Linked DNA regions of Mus musculus: regions 2 and 3 are each linked to region 1. Evidence: chromatin contacts called from public ChIA-PET and HiChIP or PLAC-seq data. All regions are on one chromosome and are shown on one strand. Each heading gives the region's core, a stretch centred on a gene start, on an enhancer-like site or on the middle of the called end of the contact. The rest is flanking DNA. Distances are from core to core; before and after follow the strand shown. Region 1 holds the start of Hpcal1 (hippocalcin-like 1). Region 2 overlaps Nol10 (nucleolar protein 10). Region 3 overlaps Nol10 (nucleolar protein 10).

Evidence for each region. ChIA-PET counts read pairs in DNA pulled down with a chosen protein or histone mark. HiChIP or PLAC-seq counts read pairs in DNA pulled down with a chosen protein or histone mark.
Region 2: an RNA polymerase II ChIA-PET map of memory CD8 T cells shows a contact between it and region 1, with 16 read pairs. The contact joins the enhancer-like site here to the promoter of Hpcal1 in region 1. A contact is called at or near these places in 10 of 39 promoter capture datasets (the C10 cell line, the HPC-7 cell line, HPC-7-derived erythroid cells and 6 more), 5 of 484 Hi-C or Micro-C datasets (the CH12 cell line, the N1E-115 cell line, natural killer cells and 2 more) and 4 of 115 datasets of contacts at active chromatin or transcription factors (T-cell acute lymphoblastic leukemia, effector CD8 T cells, embryonic stem cells and 1 more).
Region 3: an H3K27ac HiChIP or PLAC-seq map of trophoblast stem cells shows a contact between it and region 1, with 14 read pairs. The contact joins the enhancer-like site here to the promoter of Hpcal1 in region 1. A contact is called at or near these places in 6 of 39 promoter capture datasets (the C10 cell line, the HPC-7 cell line, cranial neural crest and 3 more) and 3 of 115 datasets of contacts at active chromatin or transcription factors (extraembryonic endoderm stem cells, pancreatic cancer cells and trophoblast stem cells).

What each region holds. Positions count from the first base shown.
Region 1 is chr12:17,688,913-17,693,454 of GRCm38.p6, reverse strand. Hpcal1 (hippocalcin-like 1) reads right to left here and starts at 2,646. Exons shown (of 5, transcript NM_001361645.1): 1 at 2,409-2,646.
Region 2 is chr12:17,388,497-17,393,038 of GRCm38.p6, reverse strand. The region is part of intron 13 of Nol10 (nucleolar protein 10); the gene reads right to left. Among named protein-coding and RNA genes, the nearest start is that of Mir3066, 35 kb to the right of the region's middle. Within about 2 kb of position 2,363, at least 43 of the 459 cell types and tissues checked have an H3K27ac peak or open chromatin away from gene starts, as enhancers often do. A contact at or near this core is called in the HPC-7 cell line, memory CD8 T cells and regulatory T cells, where this site is marked.
Region 3 is chr12:17,418,427-17,422,968 of GRCm38.p6, reverse strand. All of the region lies in intron 19 of Nol10 (nucleolar protein 10), which reads right to left. Among named protein-coding and RNA genes, the nearest start is that of Gm36752, 16 kb to the left of the region's middle. Within about 2 kb of position 2,673, at least 56 of the 459 cell types and tissues checked have an H3K27ac peak or open chromatin away from gene starts, as enhancers often do. A contact at or near this core is called in embryonic stem cells, pancreatic cancer cells and trophoblast stem cells, where this site is marked.

The DNA.
Region 1 (4,542 bases), core at 1,397-3,896:
TACCATTGGTTTTGAGTATTTGGCCAGTTTGGGCAAACCCCTGTTCCTCTGGGCTGTCCACTTGCTCTAGTCTCTCCAAAAGCTAACAGCTTTCCAGACATCCATTCCCAAAGTCATGGCTCCTGGTCTATTATGACACATTTACAGCTATGTACCACCTAGGGAACAGTGTCAAAGTAGGGCTCAAAGGAGCAGGTAAGGCTAGGCTGTGGCACTACATCCCACTACAGGGAGAGGCACAGCCCCTGGGCCTTCCTATTGGCACATTATCCAATAAAACCTCAAGAGCGTGGTAATTACAGGCGCTTTCAAAAGTGAAACAGAAATAGATCGAAGGCCAAAATACTGGTTTGCTTGAGACAAAGGGCTGGCTTTAACCAGGAAGGCAAAACAAAACAAGACAGCTTTTTGGTCTGTCTTCTGAGCTGAGAAAGCCAGACTGGTTTTTAAAAAACGATTATTGAATCTGATTTGGGGGAGATAAGATTCCAACCAATTGCCTTTTTCTCTTTAGGATATAAATCATTTGATAAGACTGAGAACAGGTGGTTTTCCAAGTGAGTCCCTGACATCAGGATTTAAAAATCAGCTTATGACATCCCTGGATGGCCATCATCTCAAAGACCTCAGGACTCAGGAGACAAATCAAAGGACCCAAACCGGAGGTTTCTGCTCCAATGTCACAACACCTGCTAAACCTTCCAGCTTCTTACAGAGAATAAGTAGGGAGCACCACAGAGCATGCAGGACTCTGGAACATATCCCATACAAAGGCAGGTGGCAAGCATTCCCACCAGTGCCCCATTTCGAGAGCCTGGCTTAAAAGCTGTTTTTAAACAGGGAAGGATCCTGAGAACAACAAGGTAGGGAGGGGAAATAATCAAGGGATCTGGCAGGTCCCTGACGCAGCCCCATGCCCGCCCCTCTGCCTGGCGCAGTGCAAATACTGAAATGGGGTAGGCTGAACTGCCAAGATCAGTATGCATATTCAGGATAGTGCAGTTTTACCAGGTTTCAATACTAAATACATTTGTTTTCTTAAATGAAGGGGTGGAATTGGAAGGAGGGTGCCACCCGGACCTCATCCTCCTGTATCAGGCTGACTGCATGGGAGTCAAGGCAGGCGGGGCTTGGGGGTGGGGGTGGAGGGTGTCTAACAGGATTTGGAGTCCTGGCGAACACCCTCTTCTGGGTGGACTTGTTAGTGGTTAGAATAGAGGGTGGCTTCCTGAATGACCAGGCCGGGAAGAAAGGTTCCTGAAACCCCAGACTGCCAGTCTACAGAGCCGGCCACTTTCTCAACGCAACTCTAATTCCAGATCGACATCCTCCAAGCACTTGTTGAACAAAAGGGCTCGCGAGTCTGTAGTCGCAGCCTTCCGGAACGCTGCCGGGGCGCAGGAGCCTTCCGGGCTAGCGCCCTACGCTGCGAGCTCCCCGCACACCCGAAGGCCGTGTCAAGCAGCCAGTAAGGTGCGGAGAGAAGGCAACGCACCCAGCCGCCTAAACTTTCTCAATCTCTCCAAGCTTTCGCTGTGAAGTTAGATCAAGGAAGGAGGCACAAACCACCGTATAGGAGGAAATGAGAGCGTCATCCTCAATAAAGGCAGAAAAAGATTTAAAGAGATGAGAATCCAATGAAGAGCACCTACTGTGCGCAAGACTCTGGGTCAAGAACTACGTGTAGTACGTTCTCACACTGTCAAGATAGCCCCTGAGGGGCCGCCCTCACTTGATACAGACGCCAACTGCGACTCAAAAAGGTGGCCCATCTCAGTCAGGCTCAGGTCTCAGGGCGGGTCACGGCGAGGCCAGGGCTGGGTTGGTCTTTCCCACTGTCCCAGAGCTGAACACAGCCAAGCGGGTCCCCATCCCTCATCAAAGCTCACAATTATCCAAGTGAACCTTGTGGACCTGCCGCCCCCACCCCACCCCGTGAGGGGTGTCAACGCCCGCTGCCACCAGGCAGGCACTTTGCCCATCGGATTCTAGTCGTACCCTCAGGTTCCTGAGCTACGCACTGCGCGGAGCGACACCAACCGGGGGCTCAGCTTGCCCGGGCAGACCGCCCACGCCCACCCCGCCACCCCCACTCTGCGCACAGCGGCTCCCCCCTCGACCCCGCCAGCACTAGTCCCCATCCCCACCGGCAACTGTGCCCTGACACACAATTCCACAAACGTAGTCTGAAAAGTGCACATCCCATCGAGCGCAACGATCCCCACGAGGACACGCCATTCTAGAGCCACGCCACCGTCCGCGGTCAGCTGCAAGCCCACTACGCAGAGAAACAGGCACCATCAGTACCGGCGCACACACACCCGTTCACTCACAGCCGGGTCGCAGCGAGCGGGTCACACACGCTCCCTCCATGCAACCCCGCAGTCCCGCAGTTTCCCCTTTCCTACCGGCTCTGGAGCTGGACGCGGTCCGCTGGCTTCTCGAGCCCAAGTTCTGCGGTGGCCGAGGCTGGGGAGGTGACCGAGAGAGCGGGCGTTTGCGCTCCCGCAGCCGCCGCGCCTGCTCTGCGACCTTCGCCGCTCGGAGAGACAAAAGGATCCGCCGGCCCAGGAGAGAGCGAGGTGTGGGCGACGGCCGCTCTGCAGGTCCACCACCCGCAGCCGCCGCCAGCCCGGGAAGGAAGGGAAGAGAAGGCGGGACCCGGAGGCGGAGGCCGGGGCGGGGCGCATCGCAAGGGCGGGCACTCAAGTTTCCAACGGACCCGCCTCCTGCTTCGACCACGCCCCCAGTCTTAGCCCCGCCTCAGCCGCAGCCTGGTCACGCCCCCGCCCTTTGCCACACCCGCTGCTGGACCCTCGGTGCGCCCACTCTGGTCCATATAGCTCCCTGATCACTCGCAGATTCTCAGCGCAGCAGAGGATACGATGGGTGTTAAGGCCACTGGGACTCGGGACGGGGAGACTCTGGGGGGGTGGAAGGGGAAGGAGAGCAGGGGAGGGGCCGAGCACTGGCCCCACCTCCCTAACCCTTGGCCTCTGGCCTGCGGGTGGGGAGAGGCCGAGAGGCGGTGCCCAAAAGGGCCGGCCTTACGCCAGCACCCACCCACCCCGCCCCCGCCCCCGCCCCCGCCGTACTTGGAAGGAAGTACAGTCCCAATGGCCAGGGAAGTGGAAAAGAGGCTTGAGTTGCCCTAGGCTCCCCAGGACCATCTGGGATGCCTGCAAGGATCTCCTCCCTCTCCACATCAGTCCCGTGTGCATCTGTCACCCACTTTCCTGCGCGTGGTTTAAGAGAAGAGCTTGGCCTGGAGGTGGAAGACCTACGTTCCAGCTGTAATTACTTCTGCTAACTCATCCAGCCATCTTGCCAAGAAAACCCTTGGATTCCCTCAGCCTCGGTTTCCTCACCAATAAACTGGACAACGAGGAGATCCAGAATCCTTCTTGGGGTCTTTGCCTCCCTGACATTCAGTGTGGTTTCAGTTTCCTGGTGAGGAGGCGGGGGCTTGGTTGACATCTCCCATAATAGGGACATCTGGCCTTGTGGGTCCCAGTGGTGCTTCCTTCAGACTCCCAGCATACTCTGGCAGATCGCACCTGCCATGCCCACCCACTGCAAATATCCCAGAAGACAGGTAACCACAGAAACAGCTTATATGAGGAGCTGGGCGAGCCTGTTGTGCAGAGATGAAACTGTCTCTCTGGCGTCTCTAGGGAAAAACTCAAATCCCTCCTTCAAATCCTCCTCCACAAAAACATGTGAGTGAACTCCTACTATTCAGGAGGCTGCCAGGGGTACCTGTAGTAGAGCAGCTCGGAGGTGGAGCTCTGGGGCCTTCTCCACTCCTCCCTGCCTCTGGTGCAGAAAGGCAAAACTAAACCCAGAGGGCTCAAGGGAATGACAGCTGTGAGAGTTAACAGCGCACCACCTGACTGATTTCGAGGGCTAACCTTTGGGTCTCTCTGGCCATGATCGCTTCCTTCTCAGTAAAGACCCCACGGGAGGTCAGTCTGCCCCTTTCTGTAGCACAGCACCACACAGGTATCTAGGGTTACAGGTAGGAGGTTCCCAGAAAGTGGATGGCTGAGGCAGAAGCCTTCAGATATCCTGTTAGCTAGGGCGGGTTGCTTTGTTCTGTGGTCTCCTATTTGTTCTCATTCAACACAAAAGAGGGAGGCCTCACTCAGACACCCAGAAACCCTCTGGCTTCTATCTAGTGACCTCAGCAGAACCTAAGGTCTTTGCAGGTCACTACTGGCTCTCAGCATTCATTTAAACAACAACAACAACAAACAAACAAAACTAAGATAGCAGAAATGGTACCTCAGGAAGGTCTTTTAGGAGCTGGGCCTGGAAGTAGTCTGAGTCATCTCTGCCCACATTCTTGGTCCAGAATTAGTCATATGAACCTACTTGGTTGTAAGGGGCTCAGGGAGTTATGGCTTTATTGGATGCCTGAACACACACACACACATACACACACACACACACACACACACACGTGCGCGCACACACACATACACACAGGGTAAGCACATAAATATAAATTTAAATTAAGTAATAGCTTACTTATTAGTACTT
Region 2 (4,542 bases), core at 1,114-3,613, 300 kb after region 1:
GACATTTCAAACCCAGCAAAAGACTTCCTACATCCCCAAATGCAGTCAAAGGAGAAATGGAAAACAAACAAACAAAATCCTCCAAACTAAAACAAAAACCACCAATCTGGATTCAATCAGATAAAATGCCAACTTCAATGCTCACGTTTCTCTCTGAGGTCAAAGACTCTCACACTGACCATATCAAGGATCTGAAGATAGTAAATGTGTGTGTAAAGCTGTGAAAAGGGAAGAGTGTGTGTCCTAATAATCTTTTTTAGTGATGTCTCAAGATAGAGTCCAAGCACCATGCAAAAAACCTAACCATTACCATGGCTGTGAAGAAAGCTTTACATAAAAATAAATAAATAATCTCAGAGTAAAAAGAAAGAAGGGTGCTGGGAAGGAAGGTGGAGAAGAAGGTGGAAGAGGAAAAGCGGAGAGGGAGAGAGCTCTTGGGCAGGGAAGAACCATGCAATCTGTTAGGAAGCAGCTGTTCTGGGTGAAGCAAAGATTTAGCCCCACAGTGCTTAACAACCAAAGCAAAGAAAGAGGACCAGTGGCCTGGTGGAAGGAAGCATACCAATAACGTAAGAGGAGAAACCCACTTCTGAAACGGAACTGAAGCAGTCTCTCACAGGTCCATCCGGGCCTTTCAGAATGTACAGCACCCTTTAAGAGAGGTTTACAAAAACTTTATCTGACTTGAGCTGTCATTTATGAAGACTGAAGCTAAGTGGTCTAAGTTACATGACTTAACAGCTAAGACTGACTCTGGGGTATTTAAGATGCACCGTGCAACATTCCAACATGTCACTGCTAGCCACATATGGCTATTTAAAGAAAAATTAAGATGGAACAAAACTGAAAAACTCAGTCCTTTAGGCATCCTGGTCACATCCCAGGTAACCCTGGGTATAGTAAGGACCAGGGCAGACCCCAATCTGCTCTCTGACTATGGACACAATGTGACTAGCCTATTGTCACAGCAATGGGTAAATAAGGAATTTGTTAGCAGGTATAACAAAGTGTTGCACATCTACACAGTCAGTCTTGACATAAAAGATAGAAATAATCTAGTAAGTAGGCTGCAAGAAGGGATACGGGAACCTGAATCAGATTACTATAGGAAAAGTCAGTCTGAAATGACTATGTAGTAGATAGATAGAGCTGTGTATTCTAGAAAAAAGGCAAGCCTATAAGACAAATAGGAGGTCAGGATCTACTGAGGCCTGCAAGGCTGAGAGAGGGAGGAATAGGTTTTTTATTTTGTTTTGTTTTTGTATTTGGATTTTCGAGACAGGGTTTCTCTGTGTAGCTCTGGCTGTCCTGGAACTCACTCTGTAGACCAGGCTGGCCTCAAACTCAGAAATTCATCTGTCTCTGCCTCCTGAGTGCTGGGATTAAAGGCATGTGCCACCACGCCCGGCTGGAACAGGTTTTGATAGGACACCATCATGGTATATAGTGGCACAGTCATCTGTGAAAATTCACCAATGCACAACACCTTGAGTGGCCACTAATGCAAGTTGTAGACTCAGGCTGATGATGTTAAGTCAGCGTGGCTTCAGCAGTGTAGAGATATGCCACCCTGTACAGATTACTGATAGGAAGGCAGGCCCTTCTCCCTGGTCTGTTGTGAGCTAGAAAGCCGTCTAGAAACTGTAGTGAGGAGCAGGTGAATGATGGCATATGGTTATGGGCAGCCATGCAAGGAACAGACAGGCACGCCGACCTTTCCTTCACTTCCGACCTGTCACTTGATTCCCAGCCAACAATACCACTGTGTTCCATAAGAAGGTAAAAACATACTAAGCTGGGTGTGTACCTCTAGTCACAGATACAGAGGAAACTGACACAGGAGGATTGCTTTAGAGCTGGAGTTTGAGATCACCCTAGGCAACACAACTGAGGCCTGATGTCAAAGAAAGTAAGTGGCCAGGGAGTTCAATGCCAGTCAGCTTACATAGCAAGACCCTCTGCCTTTAAATTTTTAAATAAATAAATTTTAAACAAACAAACAAATAAATAAACATAAAAAAGCAAAGCCACACACAGCTTCTCCCTCACTGGGGATAATTCTGTGTTAAGGGGACTAGAAGTCAGATTTTCGGGAGCACAGCCAACAGGAAGACAGACAGTACACATCCGATTGCTGTCTCCCTTTGCTCTGTGTAAGCCCAAATATCTCCACCTTTCAGCTACATTTCTGGCCCTTTGCCTTCTATTTTTAAGAAAAGAAAATACAGCTCCTGGGGAAATGAATCAAAGAGACTAAGTCTTGACTTCAGTCTGACATCCTCAGGCAGTTCCAGCCACGGTGCAAACACGTGCTCTCCCGCTGCCATCTGAATGACGTCACTCACAGGAAACTGGCTTATAGGATTCATTTCCAAAGAAGAATGACAGAGAGATCAGCCAGGAAAGCCCCAAGATGGGAGAATAGAGCTGGTAGGTAAGGCTTGGGTCATCACCAGACTCAAACTACTGTCAGACAGGAAGTCATTCATTTCAAGAAAGAACATTAGACATGTGCTCACTTAAGAAAAAATAGGAATCATCTGATACATTAACATAATGTCACATATGCCATATGTGTAGCAAATATTTCCACATGTAAATTACATATTTTTAAACCAACCAGAACTGAAATCAATGTTTGAAAATGTGGCAGGATGCTCAGAAAATTACTTCCTGATTTATACACTTTAATGCCTTAGGTATGTCTGCTATTTTTGTTGCCCAATAATTGTGATGGGAAGTGGAGAGGGTTTCCTCTGTTAAGAAAAATGTCACAGATACTGTTACTGCCCAAGAGTGTTTAGATTAGAATAGGAAGCTCTCATTTCCTCTTTGGAAAGTTGAAAACAGCACACCTTGCCATCTAACACTGTGTATTTCCTCTCACTTCATAGATATAAACATAAATGAACAACAGTACCAAACAAGAGCATTGCCCTGGAGAACAAGCTCACACTTAAACTCATTTACAGATACAATTCATTTAGGAAGAAATGCTGTGAGCTTGGGTTAGTCAACAAAGAAACAAACAAGAAATCTGAAGACCACTCCTTTCCTTTTGTTAGTTGAAGTTAGTGAAAACATTCAGAACTTGGATTCCAACTCCTTCACTTGAAGTGTGTTGCTCATTAGCCTCACATTCGCCCCCCTTAAGTTAGCATCTGCAATATCCACATCCTTCCAAATCCCCCCCCCACCAGACCCAGCTTCCTTCTCCACCCTTCCTGTAGGTGAACATTAAGCAGCATCCTTTGATGACATCTGCAAACTACCTGTCTCTAAATTCAAATCTGAATTTAATCAGAGTACACCATGTTTTCACTCAAATCCCACTTCTCTTAGCTCTGGCAGCTTCGATGTGTCTGTCCTCACACCCGAGGGCTCTTCCTACACACTCAATGATGGCAGATCTCTGCTTTAGTCCAGTTTGTTGGTGTTGCCTCACCTTACGCACACTGCCTTTAAGATCTCACTTTTCCTTACATCATGAAAACATGCTTTCTGAGAATGGTTATACCTGATAATTCCTGAACTTCTAAATTTCACCAATCTATAACTACCAGAAAAACTTCTCAATGAATACAAAGACTTTCAGGAGAACCCCTCACTGTCCCCTCTGTCATATATCCCATGTACACAGGTGTCTCAAAGGCTCTTGGACTTCATTAGCTGAACAAAGTCTTCTGTTGTTTTTTATAGATGTGGTCTTCATTGCCCATTCTAAATTTTCTAACTATATCTTATAAACTTCCCTCCTTTTTGTATTTTGGTCATTATATGTTTCTTAGCTTCAATTTCATTGTTTTAAATTCTTACACAGACAGCAGGTTTTAAATTCAAGTTGAATATAATCAAATGGAACAGAAAATTAACTTAAAATGTCATGGGCAATGTGGTAGCATATGCCTTGTACTCTCAACACTTGGAAGATGAAGGTGGAGGCAGGAGGCTCTAGAGCTATGGTGTGTAGTAAGACCCTGTCTCACAAAGAAAATTCTGGGAGCACAGACCTATGTGTAATGAACTCTAGAATTTTGGTTTCTTAAAACAAAACAAAACAAAACAAAACAAAACAAAACAAAACACAGAAATATAGTAAGAATGCTTTCTCTTAATCCCAGGAGTGAGGATAGAAGGCTACTTTGTAGCAGCTATGACTTGCTCTCTCACTATGTCTCTCTATCCTTTCTCTCCTATCCAGTGATAGGGGGTAAAACCAAGGATTGGGGGCCGGGGGGGGGGGGAATAAAGGGTGGGAAAAAGAAGAACCCACAAAGTAGCAAAGACCAGCTACAAGCAAAGAAGAAACAAGAAAATAGAAATTAGATTCAGAGATCTCTATCTTTCTCTCTTCCCCATATCCTTCTTTCACTCCTATCTAGTGATAGGAGGTGAAATGAGGAGGGGAGATAGAGGGTGAGAAAAAGAAGAATCTATAAAGTAGCAAAGACCAGCAACACTATTGTGCCAGCCACTTGGCTGACTGAGGCAGGAAGAATCTTGAGATTAAGCCCAGCCTGAACCACAGAGCAAGACTGATTG
Region 3 (4,542 bases), core at 1,424-3,923, 270 kb after region 1:
TAAAAAACTCAAAAGTGAGGCACGAGCTGACTGGTGCAGCAGGCTGTCCATCTAGGCAGACTCCTCAACCTGGTCACGGCTGCTCTTTTTACAGCTCGAAACGTCGAGCTTCAAAGTTAGCAGGAATTCTGAACTATGGAGCCACCGAGACAAAGTGGGCCACAGAGCACCTTAATTTGGGAAGTAAAAGACTTTTCAAGTCAATTGTGGGAAATTACTACTCTTTAAGAACACCCCGACTTCCTCCACACTAGGGCACATAACTGCCTTTCTCCCAATGTTCTCTCCTCCTGTACCTGTAAAAACTTGTTCTGTCTAGGCTGCTCAGAGAGGCAAGCTGAGTGTTAGGACGAGCCATGGCAGAAGATCAGAGACAGCTCGGATGGTGTGCAGACTTCTACATTAAAGCAAGCTCCCCTCCCCTCCCTTTGAACATCAGTGTGTGGCTGCTACCCGGCAGGTCATCGTCTGCTGCTTGAGTGTGACTGGTCAGAGAGAAGATGCAGGACAGACACAGTGCAGCAGCACATGGGACAGGATGCAGGGAAGCAGGCAGGTAGGGGATGGGCTGGCTTCCTTTACTTCAGGCCCTCCTTATCCCCTCGAGCCCAGGCTTCAGGTCACTTCAGACACTTTCTAGTTGGTACAATTACGTATTTCAGGAAAAAAAAATATAAGCAGGACAAGTTAAAAAAACATTATGCTGATTACAAAGAGAAGACACAGGAATTAAGATTAGGAGCTGAAACACCCAGCTATCCAGGGTAGAACATAAAGGGAAGAGCCTAAACGATTAGTAAGGATACCTTAATATAAAAAAGAAAATGGGCATAAACTACAAGGGGGAAAAAAAATCAAATGAGTTATTTATTAGCTGCCCCAGGAAAGGAGAACGACTTACTTCTTTGAGGCTTAAAATACACACATACGTTATAATTTCTTTAATTAGCAACATTTAATTAAAAAAAAATCACTCTTCAACCAGTTTTTTAATCCCTCTGCAGGGGAAGGCAAGCTAAAAAGCAGAAGGCAACGGACCTCAATGTTCCCCAGAACAGATTCTAGTTACATGGTAAATGGAATCCAAACATAAAATATAAACAGTGCTTTAGTGTTTCACGTTTTAACACTAGGTACTCCTAAATCACCAGTGCTGGGGCCACTGGCTAAGAACATCTCTGTCCTTGCCGAGGACCCAGTCTGATTCCCAGCACACATCAGAGACCACATCTGTCTAAAACTCCAGGGTATCTGCACATACTTCATGCACATAAACTCAGGTAAGCACATATACATACACACTAAATAAGTGCATCTTTTAAATAACTGACAAAACTTTGCTTTTCCTATAAAAGTTTCAAATACTCTCAATATTGCTAGTTTGCAAGTGGTGCTTCATAAGCTCCAGTGAGGGTGATCAATTAAGCAGTCAAAAATGTGATGTTTCAATCTCTCAGCACACTCAACTAACCAGATGTATGGCATTTATCTGACTCAACAAACATGTTTTCCCTGGGATTCTATTTCTTACTAAACATGTCCTCAGTATTCTGTAGCCTTGCACATCATACAAAAGGGCTAGCATCTCTCAAATGAACACATACCACAAGCCCAGCCTTAGGGCTCCATGTGTCCACTGGGACACCACCAAGAAGACACCTTATGAACACAAGCTGCAATTCCAGCTCTATGCTTTGAATGTCAGATTTGCTTCACTTCACAGGGAACATGCTGGACATTTCAGTGCTACCCTCAACTGTTCCATTCTGCTTCGGGGTTTAAATCAGGAGCCACTGTTAGAGTTGGTGTCTGCCTCCCCTACCTTCACACAGCCTTTTGGGTAATAACCTGGCTCTGAGTCTGTAAGCTCCTCTTGCCCCTGGCCTTGGGTAGGGTCTAGGCACATGGACCTTTCTGGGTATGAGGGACAGCTCTATCTCTTCTCAGACTCTCTTTGACAGTCTGAGTGGCTCCTTGGAAGTACAGTCTCTTTCATACCATTGGTCTAAAGCTGAGAGACTTGACCATGGGTTTCTGAACAGGGGCCTCTTCTGCTTCTATGACTTAATTCTCCGATGAACACGCAGTATCGTTACACAAGGTGTTTGTGTTACTGAGGGAGGGACTGCTGAGGACAGGTCCGATGATGTTAATCTCAGCTGGACAGTTCTCCATGGCTTTCCAGGGGTCTGCTGGGACTTGTCCACACCCCACTGAATGCTCAGCACTCTACCTTTCAAAAGACCAGTTCCAACAGGACTCTCACAAACGGTTTCCTGAGTTTTCCCTAAATCAAGCCCCTTTCTTTCTTTTCTCCCTTCCACACCTCTCTGATCAGAGGATATCTGCTAGGCTAGGAGTAACAGACATGTGTCCTTCCTGTCCTCAGCGTCTAGGAGGGTCTTAGTTCATTCATACCAGGCATTCCTTGGATGCTTGATGAATGGATAGGGGGTGGGGAAGCTGATAAGTGGGTAAATAACTCACAAACACAGCAACGTGTAAAGCATGAAAATTTGTGTTGATGGACATGTGTATTTATCTAAAACCTGCTGACTATTGACTGTTTACTTTCTCTGCTACAAAAATAATTTCCAAGCTGGGCAAGTCTGAGTGAATATTTAAACACAATACATCCCATTTTGTTGCTGTCTTTCCTGGACTGCCTTGTGGTGACTCATGGGATAAACATAAGGAGTTATTTCAGGTCTCTAAAGGATAATGGTTCAATGCTTTACTAAGCTGTATTAAAATCTGCAAGCCCAGGATTTACCACAATAATCCAGTCAAGACTAGCACTCGGTAAACTGCTTTTGCCAGTGCTAGCCAGCCCCACTGGGTTAGCCCTTTAAGAAGCAAGCTAAGTAACCTCCCCAGCTCTTCTCATAGCGACTGTTTTTCCCACCGACTGTGCTTCGCTGCAGGGATTCCCTCAGCTGCTGTTTATTTCTTGTTTACTGCATTTTGTTTATTTAGTGCAGAGAAGGAGCATTTGTGGGTAGTCAGACAGCCTCTAGTAGCCAGCTCTTTCATTCCACCATGAGGGATCTAGGACCAAACTTAGGTTGCCAGCAAGTGTCTTTACCCATTCAGGCACCTTGCTAGACCTGATGTTTACTCTTAAAATTTTTTAAATTACCGGAACAATCTGCATGAGTGTGTGCTGTACGAGAGTGAAGCTGGAAGAGGGAGGCAGGTTCTCTGGGAGCTGGACTTACACGTGGCTGTGAGCCTTCTGATGTCAGTGCTGGAAGTAAACTCAGGCTCTTTGAAAGAACAGCAAGCACTCTCTTCCATGGAGCCATTTCTTCTGCTCTACTAAATAAGAATTTTTAAAAACCCTAAAAGTATTTTAAAACTGTGTTTTATGTATATGAGTGTTTCATCTTCATATATATGTATCATGTGTGGGCCTGGTTCTGTGGAGGTCAGAAGAGGGCATCAGATCCCCTGGAATTGGCGTTTCAGATGTTTGTGAACCACCATGTTGGTGCTGGGAACTGAACCCTATTTGTTGAAAGCAACAAAAAACCAAAAAGCCAACAGATGCTCTTAACTTCTGAGCCATCTCTTTAGCCCCTAACTACAAACTTTTCTCCTGCTTGTTTGTCACGTGACTATCCAGCTCCAGCCCACAGGAAGACTGTTCTCAAGCTCAGCCATCCTCCACCCCCCAAAGTGGCCTAACTCCTATGGCTACACTGAACACAATCACTGCCGCTTCCTACCAGCGTTTACCAGGACATGAGGTTTTCTTGAGAAGACCTGAAGGGGCAGCTGACAGGCTGTCCTTCCAGTGTCTATTCCATTCCAAGCACTAGCTGGGAGCGCACGAAGCAAGACAAATGCAACAGAAAATAAACAATAAAAGCAGTCTGCAGCAGTGGTCTGAGAGTAATCCTGGACAAAGCAAGTTGCACAGCTATGGTGTGCCCACCCTGCAAAGCTATTTAGCAGTTTCTCTAAAGGCTAAGGACAGAGCGGCAACATGACTGCAATTCCACTCACGTAGGTAAAAACACATTCCAGCCTGAGCTATGGTTAAGCCAGCTTGGGCTCTCTGTAGAGTGACTCTTGTCTCTAAAAAACCAAAACTAACCAAATGGCTGCCTCAGAAAAAACTCTATCCATGACACTCTCTCTCTCTCTCTCTCTCTCTCTCTCTCTCTCTCTCTCTCTCTCTCTCTCTCCCCCACTAGCTTCTTTTTTTTTTTTTTTTTTTTTTTTTTTTTGGTTTTTCGAGACAGGGTTTCTCTGTGTAGCCCTGGCTGTCCTGGAACTCACTTTGTAGACCAGAAATCTGCCTGCCTCTGCCTCCCAAGTGCTGGGATTAAAGGCATGCACCACCACGCCCGGCTGCCACTAGCTTCTTTATAGCACACCTTTTGCTAACTGGAACACATGTGCTCCTTGGTTCTAAGGAGAAGGAGCAGCTCACCATCGCTGTGCTAGATAAGCGACAGAAGTGTGAAGATGAGAAAAGACATGTTTGAACTCCAGCAGCAACACTGATGCCTTCCCCACCCCACCTTTCTTCCCCTG